Regions from separate parts of the Sus scrofa genome. Here region 2 is linked to region 1. The links are chromatin contacts, called in public HiChIP or PLAC-seq maps. All regions are on one chromosome and are shown on one strand. The core of a region is the stretch at or near the end of the contact, and the rest is flanking DNA. Distances in the headings are between cores, read along the strand shown.

Region 1 (2,851 bases), core at 216-2,715:
AACACATCATGAGGATCTGTGTAATCGTCTCCAGAATCCCACAAATGCGAGTCCTCTTCTGCATGGGGCAAATCCTTTGAACCACACCTAGAAACTGTGAACTCTTTCTCTCTTTCCTCTGTGCTAGATATTTGGTCCTATAGCAGCTTCTCAACAACTGTCATGTGCTTTTTGGCCAGGATTCATGTCTGATTGATCCTGGTGTGCCAGAGCTTGGCACGGAAAAGTGACTCAATAAATAAGCCAAAGAACAGCAAAGCAACTTAAGAAACCACCCTATTCACCCTTTCCCATACCCATCAAGATTAGGTTTTTTTCCTTTCTCCCAGGCCAGCTTGCTTTTTCTTTCCCTCTGTGTTTGCTTTCAAATAGAAAAGTCTGATACTTCTTTTAATGGTAAGAGAGTTCCTTCATAAAGTCTGAAGGTGGCTTTTTCTTTACGGATGCATGGGATCAGCAAGACCTAGAATATCACCACCCATCTTGCAAAAGTGAGTGAAGCATTTCTTAAAGGGTGAACTAGGAGACAAAGTGGTTTCTAGCTGCTCAGGTGTGTGCATGTGTGTGTGTGAAATCGTGTATAACACAGGGCACTGTTCATTTTAAGATCAAGTGTGCAGATAAGGTGACCAAACCTGGCAACTCCTGTAAGAAAAAAGAGCAAAACGACGCCGTTTCCAGAGTCAGGGCCGACTTCATCCCATACTGCGAGATGCGCCACCAGGCAACACCCACCCTTTTGCTCCCAAGCTCAGCTTTCCTGTACCATGTGGCAGCCACTAGGCAGAGAAACCCAACAAGCGGGTCGCCTCTCTGATGCCCTTTTTACACTAACACCCCAGAAGGCAGAATCCGGATTCACACCACGACACCTCAAGCCTTCCTTCCAGGGCGGCATCCGCCCCAGCCAGCCCCAGGATAAGGTTACACCACTTTCCTCTTTCTTCTTTTTAAAAGACTGGAGGGCTGGCTACAAATACCACCCACCAACAAGAGCGTAATCTAGGCACAGGCGGGGGGAAAGTCATTTTTTTTTTGTCCGAGGTTGACAACATTTCTTCACCCCTAGGACCTCCATCACACTTCAGCCCGAAGGATGGAAAAGAACAGGGGACTTCTTGATTGCTGCGGCCTCGCCCTGCGAACTAGTTTCCACTGGTTTGGCCTCTTGCAGTTACCCGGGCAGGCGCTGGGCGTGGAGAGCGATTCTATATCCTGGGATCTTCCACCCAGAGCCCACTCGGTGCTGACCCCGATCAGTGCCCAGGAGGGGGACCCCACTTACCCCACGACGGAAATCATCATGGCAGCCACCACCAGATAGTTGGTCTGATAATAGAGCAGGTTGCTCACCACGCGGTTGTTCCATTTGGAAATGTCCCTAAAGTCTGGCCGGGCGAAGCGATCAGAGCCCGGGAAGAAATCGTCCCAGGCGCGGAGCGGAGCGATATTCACGTCCATGTCTATCTTACCAGCTTGTGGTTCTTTGCTTCTGGAATCTGGCAGCGGCGGCGGCGGCAACCGATCAGCTGAGCTAGGTGAAAGATGACAGCGGCCCTGGCGCAGTCGGCTTTGTGGTTAGTAGGCAGTGGAAGGAAGAAAAGTGAGAGCGGGCGGGCGTTTCTTCTCTTCTTTACTTCTTGATTGGCTCTAAGAGGTTGGTTACAGGAAAACTGAGGCCCAGAGAAAGACCAAGTGCAAAACAGAGATGAAAGGACAGAAAGAAACCAGCGGAAGTCCTCTGTCTGAAGCGAAGTGGCAACTCCTTCCCTAGCAGTTCGAATGCAGCCTCCTTTAAAAATACCCCTTTTGAGTGTCAAAACGAGGAAAGTGTTCTGGACTTTAGGGACAATTTTTGCAGCTGTTCGTATGCCCATCTAAGTGAAATGGAGTGGAACAACTATAGTGTTACTGGAGGATGAGCTGGTTTTGAAAATTAAGTGGTTACTAACTCTTGCACATCCGAATGCAATTCTCCTGTTTTCTTTCTCACCGTGAGTCACTATGAGTGAAATCAGATCGGCAAAATGGGAAAGAGGGACTGAAGAACGATAGGGCTGGTTTGTTCTTTCACTTCTCTTCTTTGTTCTCCATCCTCTATTCTCTTGGGACAAAATTATACAACTACTGTGCTGTTTTGAGAAAGTGGGCACTCTGGTCACTTCAGACCTGAGCTGAGCATGTTTATATTTGAAAGTAAACAGTGATCTGCAATGAACTAATTGTTCCGCATTCAGTGTTTTCTGGGCAGAAACATGGATTCCACTCCAGAAAATCTTAGTATTATCCTAATATCTGGGGACAATTCTAAGGGAGGATAGTATTTTAATAGATAATGTGATAGCTTTGTATCCCTGCCCAAAAAACTGCCAAGAGGTGTATTACTTGTAAATTTCCTTCTAGGGGTTCCAAAGAGTCATCTTTTTCTTTTCTTTCCAATAAGGAGCTGGTTGATACAGTAAGCCTCCTTTTACCAAAATGCATAAGTATTTTGGTTAATTGTAGGTTAATTGTGTGGTAGGCAGATTTCTAAGATATTAGTTTTTAAGATAACAAAGTCTCTAAACCTGCAAGTGGAGCTGTTTTTAAAAAATTGAAATTGGAATTTCCTTGTGGTGCAGTGGGTTAAGGATCTGGCATTGTCACTGCAGCAGCTAAGGTCACTACTCTGGCGTGGTCTGGGAACTTCCATATGCAGAAGGTGTGGCCAAAAACAAAGAGACAAACAAAACTCAATTCACTCTCCTCAGATTACCAGTTTTCAAAAAATTGGAAAGCAAAAAAAATACCTAATACAACATGTGGAAGACATAGTTTGATTTCCCTTGATGATGATTCAGAAGGTAGTTAA
Region 2 (2,851 bases), core at 127-2,626, 45 kb before region 1:
TGTAATAGTAGAGAAAAAAAATTATGTGATAGTAGAGGAGTTGTCTTATGGAGCAGTGGGTTAAAAATCCAGCCTTGTCACTGTAGCAGCTTGGGTCGCTGCTGTGGTTTGGGTTCTCTCCCTGGCCCAAGAATCTTGACATGCTGTGGGTACAGCCAAAAAAAGAAAATTATGTGGTAGTAGAATATACTCTATATAGCCTGGGGGGGGAACAATGTAATTTTGTAAGTTAAAAAACAGATGACAAAAGATTATTGAATTCATATGCCTAGAAGAAAGGACTAACTGGAATGATAAAATGTTAATTAGTGGTACAATAAGGGGAAACTTTTATTTTCTTTATGCTTTCCTGTGCCATCCCAAGTTTTACACAATAAATGTGCATTTTTGAATTGTCATTTTAAGTCCCCAAATTTGATAACTATGAAAGGATATGGAATAACAAAGTCTTCCTAGCCCTGTCTCCCAGATAGCCCATTTCTCTCTCTAGTAGCATCCAGTGTTACTGGTTTCTTGTGCATATTTCCAAGAATCTGTTGTGTTGATAAAATTTGTATATTCATCATTCTTTTTACACTTTATCACACAAATAATAGCATACAGTACACAGTTTTGTAGTTTGCTATATTGAATAATCTTGTGTACCTATCATTTCACTTAAATGGGAATATATCTGAAGGATATATTCCTCAAAGTGGAATGCTTAGTCAAAGAATAGTAGGTTTCTTATCTGGATACGTATTGCCATATTGTTCTCTGAAGTAGTGTAAAAAATCATTTCATAATTTCTTCCCGTATTTTAATGGTTTGAGTTTGTTTTTGCATTTGAATTTAGATCCATTTAAATTTTTATCCTGGCTTAATGGATGCTTAATAAGAAAAACAAATTATTTAAAATACTAAACTCCTCACTCCTAGTGGAAATTCAAGTGCTGCTTTTCCCTACCTGTTAGATCACAGGATCTAGATGCAAATAAGGACATCTTGCAAAGGTTCAGTTTACGCAGCAGGTGAGTAGGATAGCCAGATCTCTGCTTGGCTCTGCGCAGGTTTATTTGCTTCCAGAGTCTCACTGTAGTGAAGAGGCAAGCCCTGAAAGCCTGATTTCCACCTTCATAAGAATTTTTCACTTCAGTGGAACTCAGGTCGCCATTTGGATTTTCCTCCTGAAATATTGTAAGTTGTTTTAATCATTTCAATAAAAAAAGTGGTCTCCCCTGCAGTATTGGGGTATGTGTGTATGGGCTGCATGAATTTGGTGTGGGACAGTGTGAGAGGACATAGGAAGAGAATTAATTTTATTCCTGCAGAGATTCTGTAGACCTATTCCTCACTGGTGAACCCAAGCAGCTGTACTGAAATGTCAGATGGATTTGCACAGCTGACTCAAGTTGCCGAAAAGAGAGGCGCATAGTAGTTCCATAAATTGAGCCTCTCCAGCCAAGCCCTGCTTAATATAGTTATGGCATGAGCTTAGCTGCAGTCACTCTCAGAAGCTCTGCAAGCACCACTGGGGTTCTTGGGGGAAAACATCTCTCAAGGTGTTATTGACCTGGGGGGACTTCTTGAGAATTTTTTAAAAAAAAAACTTCTTTGATTATTTTTCCTTTTCTAGTAAGATAGAAAAGTATAGAAAAGAATCATGTCAGAGCACAGCAGGAATTCAGATCAAGAAGAACCCTTTGACAGGGAGATTGACGAAGATGAAATCTTGGCCAACTTGTCCCCAGAAGAGCTCAAAGAACTGCAGTCGGAAATGGACGTGATGGCCCCTGACCCCAGGCTTCCTGTGGGAATGATTCAGAAGGATCAGACCGACAAGCCACCAACAGGAAACTTCGACCATAAATCTCTCGTTGATTATATGTATTGGCAAAAGGCGTCCAGGCGCATGCTGGAAGACGAACGGGTTCCTGTCACCTTTGTGCCATCTGAGGTAACCGGGGATTTGTGTACAAAGGAGAAATGGCTGCTCATTGCTGGGCTGGCACGTTTTCATATTGTGACTGTTATTCCTCAAGACTCTGTTTCGTCTTGTCGACCTTTATAGATAAATCAGAATATTTAATCTTACACTGGATCAAAACTCTGTAAAATATTTACATGATATAATTGGGAGGAAAAAGTAGTAACTTCTTGTTAATATCTCTTTTTAAAAAATCACTAGGGGGTTTCTTGTGCAGGAAAGCCTCTATTCTGTAGACATGATACTTAATGAATTAATTCATAACCCAGAGACGTTTGTCCTTATTGCTTTTTGGCTCACAGTTCCCTTTAATAAGCCAAAGAAAGCTCCGTGTCCTCTCTTTCTGGCACACGCATAGATAGTTCACATTTAATCTCAAGGGTGATACAGATCCTGAAGTCCAGTCACACACCCTGCGATTTAACTAAGTCAAATAACAAGAAAAATCCAGTATCACCACGGTGCCTTGGATATCAGTGATGAATTTAGATGGTGATGCTATTAAGAACTCTGTTTTAAAGAGAGTTCTTTCTTTAAATATGTTCTTACATGAAAACAAGAACTGTGGTTCAATCAATGAACTTGTATATCAGCAATAATCATTAATGTCTCACTTTAAAAGGACTTAGCAAAAAGAAGACAGAGATTCCCATAGGTAAAGTCTCTTTTAGTCATGCCTAATGATAGAGATCCATCTTGTGACATTATGGTCACACTGGCTGTAACTTAAGGAAAGTTCTAAACAGGTTTCCTGGTCAGGAGAGTTTAAACAAGTATAGCACTGAAGAAAATAAGTTGCTGGCTTGGTCAGGTTAAAGGGTAAGGTACAATCTGCAGACATTTTACAATGAGAGTAAAAGCCAATTCTGTATGAACACCAATGTT

The links. HiChIP or PLAC-seq counts read pairs in DNA pulled down with a chosen protein or histone mark.
Region 2: an H3K27ac HiChIP or PLAC-seq map of skeletal muscle shows a contact between it and region 1. The contact joins the promoter of LMOD3 here to the promoter of ARL6IP5 in region 1. A contact is called at or near these places in 4 of 47 Hi-C or Micro-C datasets (embryonic fibroblasts, psoas muscle and skeletal muscle) and 1 of 2 datasets of contacts at active chromatin or transcription factors (skeletal muscle).

What each region holds. Positions count from the first base shown.
Region 1 is chr13:50,508,391-50,511,241 of Sscrofa11.1, reverse strand. ARL6IP5 (ADP ribosylation factor like GTPase 6 interacting protein 5) reads right to left here and starts at 1,465. Exons shown (of 3, transcript NM_001048073.1): 1 at 1,286-1,465. The coding sequence starts at 1,461.
Region 2 is chr13:50,552,871-50,555,721 of Sscrofa11.1, reverse strand. LMOD3 (leiomodin-3) reads left to right here and starts at 1,376. Exons shown (of 3, transcript XM_013981880.2): 1 at 1,376-1,936. The coding sequence starts at 1,643.